4 separate regions of the Mus musculus genome follow, and all the other regions are linked to region 1. Evidence: chromatin contacts called from public Hi-C and promoter capture Hi-C data. All regions are on one chromosome and are shown on one strand. The core of a region is the stretch at or near the end of the contact, and the rest is flanking DNA. Distances in the headings are between cores, read along the strand shown. Region 1 holds the start of Mrtfb (myocardin related transcription factor B). Region 2 holds the start of 2310015D24Rik (RIKEN cDNA 2310015D24 gene). Region 3 holds the start of Bfar (bifunctional apoptosis regulator). Region 4 holds the start of A930007A09Rik (RIKEN cDNA A930007A09 gene).

Region 1 (2,700 bases), core at 2-2,501:
AAGTGTGATGGTTCGTATATGCTCTGCCCAGGGAGTGGCACTATTAGAAGATGTGGCCTTGTTGGAGTAGGTGTGTCACTGTGGGCATGGGCTTTAAGGCTCTCACCCTAGCTGCCTGGAAGCCATTCTTCTCCTAGCAGCCTTCAGATGAAGCTGTAGAACTCTCAACTCTTTCTGTACCATATCTGCCTGGTTGCTGCCATGTTCCTGCCTTAATGATAACGGACTTAACCTCTGAACCCGTAAGCCAGCCCCAATTAAATGTCCTTATAAGAGTTGCCTTGGTCATGGCAATTTTCTGTTTACAGCAGTAAAACTCTAAGGCACGAGGTTATGGGTACCCACTTTAGTGCATCTCACTATGCCAGCCTCTCTTCCTTAGAAGCAATTACTCTTAAGTTTTCTTTTGGGAAGAAGTCACACCGTAATGCAGTGGTTCTCAGCCTTCCTAATGCTGGGACCCTTTAATACAGTTCCTCATGTTGTGGTGATCCCCCAACCATAAAGTTATTTTGCTGTTATGAATCAATGTAAATGATACACAGAATCTGATATGCGACCCCCTGTGGCCCCGAACAGCTGACCTAACTCCACGAATGCCCTGGCTCTATGTCCATGAACCATTCTATCCTGGGTTCTCCCACTGTTTTCGAACATATTTTGCTTTTAGGGCTCTACAGAGTTGGAGAAAGTGTGAAAAGCGTTCTCTTGTCTAGTTGCATTAAGATGGGTTGCAACAGACCCCCTATTGGGGTCACTTCTTCCACTCGGAAGAACTACAGAGGGGTGGAGAGTGAGGCAGGGCTCAAGAGGAGGGGTTCCTACAGGTGCGGGTGTGGCATCAGAAACGCACCGACTCCACAGGCCGGTCTGCTCGTCCGCTGCAACCTCCTTCTGGAATGGGGAGGCGGCAAGAATGCACTTAGTGAGGCAGCATGAGCTGTTTGCTTGCTAGGGTAGCCGGCACTGACTGACCATCTATCTGACTGGGAGCAGCCAGAGCTTAGGCAGCAACCAAAGAGCTCCCAGCTCCGCAGCCCAGCTGCGCATGCGCCCCGGGGCAGCCAGGTGAGAGCGCGGCGGGAGCGGGCGGCCTCGCACCTGGGTTTTAACTTTTCCGGGTCAGGGGCGAGGGCGGATGCCGGGTGGGAGAAGGGAAGCAGGGTGTAAACCTCCGGGAGTCGGCTCGGCGCTACCTGGAGCTTCCAGGACGGGCTCCGTGCCTTCAGACGGGAGGAGGGTAAGCACGGGGGCGGAGCGAAGTCTCGCGAGATCCGGTGGTAGCTGCGGCAGCGGTGGCGGCGGCGGCGGCAGCGGCCGGGGAGGTGAGCGGCGAGCGGGTGCGAGGCGGCCGTTGGGACTGAGGCAGGGGAGAGCTGCGGAGGGCGAGGCCGGGCCCCGGGAGAGGGACGGACGGAAGGCCCGCGTCCTCGGTGGCCCCTCGAGGTTGCTGCGGCGCCTCCGGGTGCGCGCTGTCCCGGGACTCGCGCGGGGCGGGGCGGGGCGGGGCGGCCGCGGTCTCGGGGCTACCGGGTCCGGGCTTCCCTCGTCGGGGGTCCCCTGTGTGCGGCCGCGGCCCGATCTTCCCGGGCAGCCTGGAGTTGGTACCAGGCGCTTCGCTTGCGCGCTCCCACGCTGGAACTGCAGTGAGGTGCAGCAGCGCCTTGGCCGGAGCCACTCGACGGGGACGTGGTGGGATGGGGACGGCCCACGCCCCGGACTCACCTTCCATCCTCCTCCCCAGCCCTGCTCGCGGCTCTTCCCCTGGGGTCCCCGCGGGGCTGCAGAGGGTGTGTCTGCAAGCCCTCCCGAAATTGCACGCACGCAGCGTTCCGGGTTTCCAGGGAGAAAGTTTTCCACCGCTTTTGTTCTGTCCCTGAAACTTTGCCTAGTTCTCAGTGTTCAGAAGCTACCCTTTGGCCCTGTGTATGAGCAGACGCGGTGTGACAGTGACGAGGGGTGCGGCGGGTGTAGGGTCTCAGGCCACGAGGATAGCTCAAGGTTTGCCTCAGGCAAAGAAACTTTGAAAAGTTTGATTCTTTTCTGAAGCTTGAGATCGCACTCTTAGGATGAGCGGTTGTGAAGTTCCTAACTTTTGGTTCTGTGGCAAATGTTTGCCACCCTGACACGAAGTTCATACTATATCTTCCTATACGTGATCCAAGGTCAGTAGAGTGCTCTCCTTTAGATGTGAAGAAGAAATACGTGCTATGGCGTTAGTGCAGCCCAGACACCCAGCTAGGTAGGACGTAATATCACGGACCCTGCGGCTAGTGAGTATGTTTGGAGACACACACTCACGTATGTACGCATGCACTTGTGGGACAGTGAGTCTCAAAGTCAGGAACAAAGATTGGGACCTGAGATAAAACCGTGTTACTTGGGGTAATTGATGCTAATGAGAAAAACAATGTAGGCTGACTGACAGCGTGCAAGATAAATCACAGCCTGTCTCTGGTTAGGCTCAGATAATACAGCCCTCCAGGGATGCTGTATTCCAGGCTACATTGTAACCAATACAAAGCCCGAGTTCTCTACATTTAATGGAGTACACAAAATCCCTCATGCTTATTGTTAGTAATAAGGAAATAGAAGATTGAAATTGTTGCACTTGGCAGTATGCTCCATGTGTGTCTAGTAGATGCAGGTGTAATGTGCTGTGGAAGTTCACACAGTTCCCTTTCCTTCACCTTGTTGGAC
Region 2 (2,700 bases), core at 150-2,649, 260 kb after region 1:
CACAGTCACTTCTGTCTTGCTACATCCCTTTTGCTGTACACTGGGCCTTATTTTCATTGTCATCTCACCTTTATAGAAGCAAAAGGAAATGAACAGAAAGCAGAGCTGATGCTCCACTGTGTCATAGCAGCTGGTGGATTGTGAGACTCGGGATGTCCAGGCAGTGATCTCAAATCTTTTTGCCCCATGTCTCTTTTAATGGCTTTGGTTCTGATAGAGAAGCCATGACTCTGCATAGACACTCCAGTTTTTCTTAAAATGCTTCTCTGGGCACTGAGGAGATGCCCCAGGAAGTAAAGCATTTGCCATTCGAGCATGAGGACCTAAGCTTGATCCCCCAAGCCCATGCAAAAATCAGGGTGTGACCCCAACACTGGGTGTGACAGAAGGATCTCAGAAGCTCCTTGGCCAGCCTACCCAACCTGGTGAGCACCAGGTCTCAGTAGGAGACCCTGTCTCAGAAACAATCAAACGAAAACCAAAAATCTGTAGGTAGCACCCAAGGAAATTTACACCCAAGGTTGACCACGTGCGTATGGTCATGTGCACACACACACACACACACACACGCACACGCACACAAACACAAACACACACATTGCATACAAGCAAATGCTTATCTTTCTCCTTCTTCTTTGTGGTACAGAGCAGAATGAAGCAGAGGGAGAGAAGCTCTTTCCTGCAGAGGAACGTTTGCTTCCAGAATTGAGCTGTTTCTCGGCACACTGGTCTATTTTTGCAGTAGAGCTGGCTGCCCCATGCCAAGGTTTCTCACCGCAAATAGAAGTTCTGGAAGGGCCTGCTAGTTTCCTCCAGCCTTCAGACACCTCTTCACATTTCATCTGGTTTATCCTCCCCATTCCCAAAAGGAAATATTTGGAGTATTTTCTGTTCCAGATAGGAGGCTCTCCCCAGGGCGCCCGGCTGGGCAGGAGCCTCATTTCACCCTCAGCCCTGGCCTCTGGTACAGCTTTCACTATCCGGGGAAGCTAAGCTTAGCTCCAGTGTGCCAGTCTAGATCCTAAACTGTAGTCCCAACCATGAGTAAAATAGAGTCCCAGAACCCCCTCCCGTGCCCCTGGTCCCTTCCAATCCCTGGCCCTTCTAAATGGCTGAGGCCCACCTGTCATTGAAACCAGGAGTTGGAAGTTCTTTACACAAGGATCATAGGCAAGATGACATTCAACTGAGACACTTTACAAAGAGATGCCTGAAGTCTGAATGTTCTAGAAACTATCCCTTATAGTTGAATCAAAACAGATGGAGTAAAAAAACAACAAACCTGTTGGTTCTCTGGTTGACCAGGGGGATTGCCAACCTCACAAAGACGTCAAGGGGCCAAAACTTCCTTTAGTTTGTCAGGGAGAAAGCTAGTTCTGGAGGTACTCAGAGTGAGCTTTAGAAGGTTCCAGAACAACAACAAATGCAGCAATCCGAAAAGTTCTCCCATCGCCTAAGTAACTCGGTGTCTTCCAGACTTCTTGTCAGACAGCGACTGAGTGATGCTGTAAACTGCTGTTAGCTTTCCTTTCTCCTTTTGGGGACGGTAGTAATAATGACAATACAGCTCCTGTCACATCAATGAGGCTCTCAGTGTGAGTGACAAGAGCGTCTTAGAGTTGGACTCCTGTACGTGAAAGACTCATTTTCCACGTGGCCCAGCTTGTTCAAACCTAAGGCACTGTCCATTTCAGAGTGCAGACTCCTGATGTCAACAAGACTTAGACACAGATTTGACCCTGAACAACTGTGGGACTTTCAGGGACTTCCAAGCTCTTGTGGGCACCAGAATCCCCAGGAGGCTGTGTCTGCAGACTGCTGGGCTGCATCCCTGGAGCTGTGAGTCAGTCGACCTGGAGTGGGGCCCAAGAATGTGCCTTTCTGAGTAGTTCTCAGGTGACACTGATGTGTCGGGATCTGGGCCACACCCTAAGAATAAGCAGCTTCAAAGACGCTGGCCCTGCCTCTGCCTCAGTGGTGGAGGTCTTAGTGAATCGTGTTATCATTCTGCTCTGTCCTGCCTTCTCCACGATTGTCCTTAACATCTTTAACTGATTTGAGGCGTGGGGTGCTGTGGGAATTGTGGAGAAATGTGTGTATGCTTGTATGAGTGTGGAAGCCAGAGATCGCTGTCAGGTGTCTTCATCAAGCGTCTCTTGCTGAACTCGACTCACCAATTGCCTAGACTTACAAGCCGGCCAGCGAGGATTGCCTGGGTCTACTTCCTCGGCTCTTGGATTACCGGCTTCTCTGTGGATGCTGGGGATTGAACTCGGATCCTATTGCTTGTGTGGCAAGTACTTTACATCTGAGCCATTTCCCCAGCCCCTTGTTTATTTGTTTTTGACACAGAGTCCCACCATATAACCCAGGGTGCTGCTGATCCTCCTGCCTCCTCCCTCCAATGCAGAGATAACAAGCGTGTGCTGACACATTTGGCTGACTTTAATTATATATGCTTATCAGAACAGTGTGATGAGTTTTTCTACGAATGTATACAGTGTTGGCCTTCATCAGAGTTGGGTAGGGAGCATAAGCATTCATCATTTCCTTGTGTTAGGAGCCTTTGAACTCACTTCTAGCCTGGGCTACATAACAAGACCCTTCTCAATATATAAATACAAAACCTGTTAGGTCCTAAAGAAACTCAGGACAAATGGCTAACCATGGTGCCTAATTAATATGCTGACGTGCATGGTG
Region 3 (2,700 bases), core at 83-2,582, 420 kb after region 1:
TAAATTCTGCTAGCACAAATCAGTTTTACTCTTTACCAACTTGAAAAGAACACTCTCATTTATTCCTTTAGAGGTGGCTGATCTCAAACTCATTCCATAGCTAAGTCTCCATAGTCTTAAACTTTTTTTTCTTTTTCAAGACAGAGCTTCTCTGTACAACAGTGCCCTGGCAGTCTTAAGAGGACTCACTTTGTAGGCCAGGCTGGCTTCGAACTCACAGAGATCCTGCCTCTGCTTCCTGAATTCTGGGGTTAAAGCGCTACCATGCCTGACAGCCTTCAACTTCGAATCCTCTTGCCTACTCCTTGCCTCGTTTGGGGATTACAGGTGTGCCACCGAGCCCAGTTCGTTTATATGCTACTGGGATCGAACTCAGCACAGCTTGGTATGTTAGTCAAGCAGTGTACCAACTGAGCTTCATTCCCAGCCCCATCTCCAACAACGTAGAGATGTTAAAATTTTGAAAGATCAAATCAATGATTGTCCAATTAAAGCAAGCTGTATTTGGGGGGTACACCTAGGCTAACTGACTGTCTCCTCCTAAATCGGGTTTTGAGAGAGCAGCCTCTGCTGGCTTATAGGAGATAAGAGTTTAAAGAGTTGTTTAAAGAGTTGGCTATTGCCGGGTCTGGTGGCGCATGCCTTTAATCCCAGCACTTGGGAGGCAGAGGCAAGTGGATTTCTGAGTTTGAGGCCAGCCTGGTCTACAAAGTGAGTTCCAGGACAGCCAGGGCTATACAGAGAAACCCTGTCTCGAAAACAAACAAACAAACAAACAAACAAACAAAACCCGAGTTGGCTATTAACACGTTTTTATAAAGATACAATGAAAGGGAAGGAACGAGGGCACGTACATGTGAATGGGGTTGCAAACAGTTTATTAAATCAGAACTGAGAAACAGGAACTTTTTCTTTCTTTGGTTAAGTTTCACTATGTAGCTTTGACTGTCTTGGAATTCACTCCGTAGACTAGACTGGCTTCGAACTCACAAAGATCATCCTGCCAAGCATGGTCTCACAACGTCATAGATTGAAAACATAGTACCATTGAGTTCTCAACAGATCTAGATCAAGGTGGGTAGCTGCGGAGTAAATGTGATAACGCCATTTTACCCCAAATTCCGACTCTATAAATAAAACTTTAAGGACTGCTTCTGTGGTTTTCTTCATAAATGTGAAGTTAAGATCTATTACGATGCATTCGGGCACTGTGGGAGACTTTGATGGCTGAATAAAGCTAGCTAAATACGGGAACGCAATCCAGCTGGAACCTCCAGACCTGGGGCGGTGACTTCTGTGCTTGGCTCGGACGAAAAGGAAGGGGCGGGTCGCGTTGGTGCGCATGCGCCCGCATGCCCCTAGAGCAGCCGCTCTAGGCAGCCGGAGGTCGCACGGGGTTGAGAGCATAAAGAGGTCTCTCCTCTATGGTTGCGGGAGCTGATCGTAGTCGGCCCCTAGGCCCAGGTTATTTCCGGAAGCGAAGCCTTGTCCTCTACTTCCGCGGGGTCCTGGCAGGTGGCGGTGACAGAGTGGGTACCAGGACTAGTGGCGAGGTGAGCTTCGGCACGGTGTGGGGTGGTAATGGTCCGGCAGGGCGCTTGGCTTGAGAGTGCGGCGCGGGAGACGGAACTGAACCCGCTCCCGGAGCTGCGCTGGCGGGGACTGAACCCGCTCCCGGAGCTGCGCTGGCGGGGTGGGTCCAGGCTCTGGGGCCTCCTCACCCCGGCCTGGACGCGTCCCAGCAGGGCTGCGGACCGTAGCCCCTTCCCTTACGAGGCGAAGACCCACGCCACTGCAGGTCTCTAGTCCTCCCCCGCGTCGGGGTCTGGGTCAGAGCCACTCGACCCTGGGGTGGTGACAGAGATGGGTCTTGTTTCCACTTACTTGCGGGCTATGGGCGCCCGCCACGTCGGCTAAATCCGAGGCACCTTCCTGTCCCAAGGCAGAGGGTTTCATAATGGGAAGTGAGGATAACGGAACATCAGACTCCAAAGTGACACCGAGGCTGACCTAGAACTTAGCTCTTCTCATTCCCATACACACGACTCAAAAATCGTGTGCTGATGAGAGCGTGTGTGTGTGTGTGTGTTTTAGAAGAGAGACGCTGTGTCTAACTGGGGACCTTTAACTGGGCAAGGGGCAAACCCCTAACTTTGGTTGAGAAGAGAAAGTGGGAGCCATTGGGTCCTCCCCACGGAAGCCCATTGGCCCGCCCTTGGAGTGGCCCCAACGTCACACCAGGAGAGGCCAATGCGAAGGAGTTTTCCTTTCACCTTTAGGTACGGACTGCACGTGCTGATGAAGTTTTATTTACTTTTGTCAGTGCTCTTTTATAAACAGCCTGGATGTGTCCCGACCAAAGTGCACGGTATATGCCAGGGAATATCGTCCATAAACCTGATGGGAAAGCTGTACTCTGTCCAGGCTGTTCACACACACACACACACACACACACCCTTTTCCCCCTTTCTCTCTGGCAGTATAAATGCTAACCACACTGTTAACAGCATTCAGTAAAATGTGACAGTTAGTAATGCTATTATTATCAGTCAGCAAACTTTTTACCTGGTCGAAGTTTGACATCTAATCCCACAATCCTTTAGCGATAATATTAGTATGGCTTGATAAATGGAAAGTAATGAAGCTCGAGGAGAACAAAGGGTGACCAGATTGGGAGCCCAGGTTGGCCTCGCTCTGAAG
Region 4 (2,700 bases), core at 65-2,564, 500 kb after region 1:
TACTTATTTCATCTATATTCTATAATTATGAACATTTGCCATATTGTTTTCTCTAATTATCTTTATACTTTATTAACTTTTTATTCTTTGACAATTTTATACATAGATTTCTTGATTATATCCACTTCCAACTTCCTGGACACACCTTCAGGTCTTTTTATTTTCATCCATTCATTTTGACACAGGGTCTCACAGTATAGTCCTGGTTGGCCTGGAATTCTCAAGTTAGGACAGGCTGACTTCCAACTCAGAGATCTGCTTGCTTCTGCTTGTTGAGTGCTAGGACTAAAGTCCTGCACTATCATGTCTGACCTTTTTAAAAACATTTTAATAGGGGCTGGTGAGATGGCTCAGCGGTTAAGAGCACTGACTGCTTTTCCAAAGGTCCTGAGTTCAAATCCCAGCAACCACATGGTGGCTCACAAACCATATGTAACAAGATCTGACACCCTCTTCTGGAATGTCGGAAGACAGCAACAGTGTATATAATAAATAAATAAATCTTTTAAAAAAAACACTTTAATAACCCTCTGATTCCAATTTGTATTGCTTGAATGCTCAGGCCAAGTAGGGACAACCTATCATTCTTTATTCCTTTATAATTTTCTATCTATACGTTTGAAAATGCTTAAGAGTAGTTTTCTCCAAGTATAGTGGCGTGTGCCTATAGGCCTAAGTAAATGTGGCCTGAACTACAGGCCTAAATCTATTTAAAATGTACCAAATGTTTTAAAATCCATCAAACACACACATAAAGGTCAACCTTTTTCTCCTTTCATCCTACCCTCTCCCTCCCAGCCTCTACAATACATGGTTGGTTGGCGGGGGTGGGGGGGGTGGGGGGGTGGGGGGGTGGGGTGGGGGGGGGGACGGACGGACGGACACGCGATGGGGTCTATTAGGTCCTTGGGCAAGTTTATCAACAGTCACCAGAGAAGATGGGAGTACAGACCTAACAACACTAGATGCTAACTGCACCTGAGGCCAAGAAGATTCTCGCCCCAGGTACCGCTAGTTTCATTGTCATAAATTCTACTTCTTTTTTTTTTTTTTTTCCATTTTTTATTAGGTATTTAGCTCATTTACATTTCCAATGCTATACCAAAAGTCCCCCATACCCACCCACCCCCACTCCCCTACCCATAAATTCTACTTCTTGATACACCTAAGGATCCCAGACTGAGAAAAGCTGCCCGGGCTAGCACTGGGCGCAAACGCAGAAGGTTCAGCAGGTCGTCGTGCGCACGCGCAGCTCCCTTGGCCCGCTCCAGTTTCCTGGTGTGGAGCAGAATGCCGCTTCCCGCCCCGCCCCTTGCGTTGCCATGGAGAGTGTCTAAAGCCCGCCTGTGGCAGCGCCCTGGGCCTGGTGTCCTCTGGCGGGGTTTGCGTGGAAGATGTTGAGCCTCTCGGAGCTTCCGCAAAAGAACACAGACTTGGCGGAGATGCAGTCCGGGCCCTTGGGTCGCTGCAGTCACTTTTTTTGGCTGGGCGTCGCCTTCGACGCGGTGGGTGTGGCAGTGCTGTTCACTGGCGTCTTCGCCAACTTGCTGTTCTACGACATGCTGCTCTATTTGGGTTCCATCATCATCTTCGTCAGTCTCCTGTGGTGGATCTCCTGGTACACCGGCAACATAGAGGCGCTCCCGGAAGACCCCTTGAGGGGGACTTCGCCCCGCGAGAGCGGGGTGCACCGTAGCGGCAGCCGTCGCTTCTCGCTGACCCTTAGGAGCGTCTCCGACACCTTTCAGCGGATTCGCCGGCGACGGCGGCGGCGACTCCACCCGCGGGTCGTCCAGCGGATCAGTAGCATCAGCTCTACGGACCCGGGGCAGCTAGAAAGGAACTGCGACGCCAGAACCTCGGGTGGCAGAGCGTTGTTCCGTTCAGCGAAGCCTGAGGCTGTTCTGAATCAGTTTAGCAGAGTCCAGACCTCTAAGAGCCTGCCTCTGGGCATTGTCCACACCGGTCTTTCCATTTGTACTTCTAGGAGTCAACCTGTCTTTTCAGTGACTTCGCAGACCTACCCTTTGGCGTCTGACAGCAATTCTCAGATGGCAATGTCCTCTGACAGCCATGTGTATTTGGACTCTCACTCTCAGGAGCACTCTAAAATCAGTGTGGCCTCTCAGATCTACCCTCTGGAACGAGAAGAAAGTCAGAGCCACCTCTTGGTGATCCCTGACAGTTTATCTATGGTACCCGTGACCTCTCAAAGCCAAATCCTGCCCTCTGTATCTTCTGAAAGCTGTGTGCCTTTGGGCCCTCACTCTCAGGGGCGCTCTAAGATCAGTGTGGCCACTCAGATCTACCCTCTGGAACGAGAAGAAAGCCAGAGCCACTTCTTGGTGATCCCTGACAGTTTATCTATGGTACCTGTGACCTCTCAGAGCCAAATCCTGCCCTCTGTATCTTCTGAAAGCTGTGTGCCTTTGGGCCCTCACTCTCAGGGGCGCTCTAAGATCAGTGTGGCCTCTAAGATCTACCCTCTGGAACGAGAAGAAAGCCAGAGCCATCTCTTGGTGATCCCTGACAGTTTATCTATGGTACCTGTGACCTCTCAGAGCCAAATCCTGCCCTCTGTATCTTCTGAAAGCTGTGTGCCTTTGGGCCCTCACTCTCAGGGGCGCTCTAAGATCAGTGTGGCCACTCAGATCTACCCTCTGGAACGAGAAGAAAGCCAGAGCCACTTCTTGGTGATCC

What was found. Promoter capture Hi-C pulls out the DNA fragments that hold promoters and counts their contacts. A called contact is a pair of places that touch in the nucleus more often than the background predicts.
Region 2: a contact with region 1 is called in a promoter capture Hi-C map of embryonic stem cells, with 3 times the contacts expected there. The contact joins the promoter of 2310015D24Rik here to the promoter of Mrtfb in region 1. A contact is called at or near these places in 5 of 39 promoter capture datasets (the 3T3-L1 cell line, the SN4741 cell line, embryonic stem cells and 2 more), 1 of 115 datasets of contacts at active chromatin or transcription factors (pancreatic cancer cells) and 1 of 9 other capture datasets (embryonic stem cells).
Region 3: a Hi-C map of double positive thymocytes shows a contact between it and region 1, with 4 times the contacts expected there. The contact joins the promoter of Bfar here to the promoter of Mrtfb in region 1. A contact is called at or near these places in 6 of 484 Hi-C or Micro-C datasets (LSK cells, double positive thymocytes, embryonic stem cells and 2 more) and 2 of 115 datasets of contacts at active chromatin or transcription factors (memory CD8 T cells and pancreatic cancer cells).
Region 4: a contact with region 1 is called in a promoter capture Hi-C map of pre-B cells, with 2.1 times the contacts expected there. The contact joins the promoter of A930007A09Rik here to the promoter of Mrtfb in region 1. A contact is called at or near these places in 3 of 39 promoter capture datasets (the 3T3-L1 cell line, cranial neural crest and pre-B cells) and 1 of 115 datasets of contacts at active chromatin or transcription factors (pancreatic cancer cells).

Annotation. Positions count from the first base shown.
Region 1 is chr16:13,255,230-13,257,929 of GRCm38.p6, forward strand. Mrtfb (myocardin related transcription factor B) reads left to right here and starts at 1,252. Exons shown (of 17, transcript NM_001122667.2): 1 at 1,252-1,325.
Region 2 is chr16:13,519,708-13,522,407 of GRCm38.p6, forward strand. 2310015D24Rik (RIKEN cDNA 2310015D24 gene) reads right to left here and starts at 1,400. Exons shown (of 4, transcript NR_160674.1): 1 at 1,283-1,400; 2 at 1-68.
Region 3 is chr16:13,670,526-13,673,225 of GRCm38.p6, forward strand. It overlaps Bfar (bifunctional apoptosis regulator), which reads left to right and starts at 1,333. Exons shown (of 8, transcript NM_025976.5): 1 at 1,333-1,553.
Region 4 is chr16:13,753,250-13,755,949 of GRCm38.p6, forward strand. A930007A09Rik (RIKEN cDNA A930007A09 gene) reads left to right here and starts at 1,315. Exons shown (of 1, transcript NM_001357954.1): 1 at 1,315-2,700. The coding sequence starts at 1,395.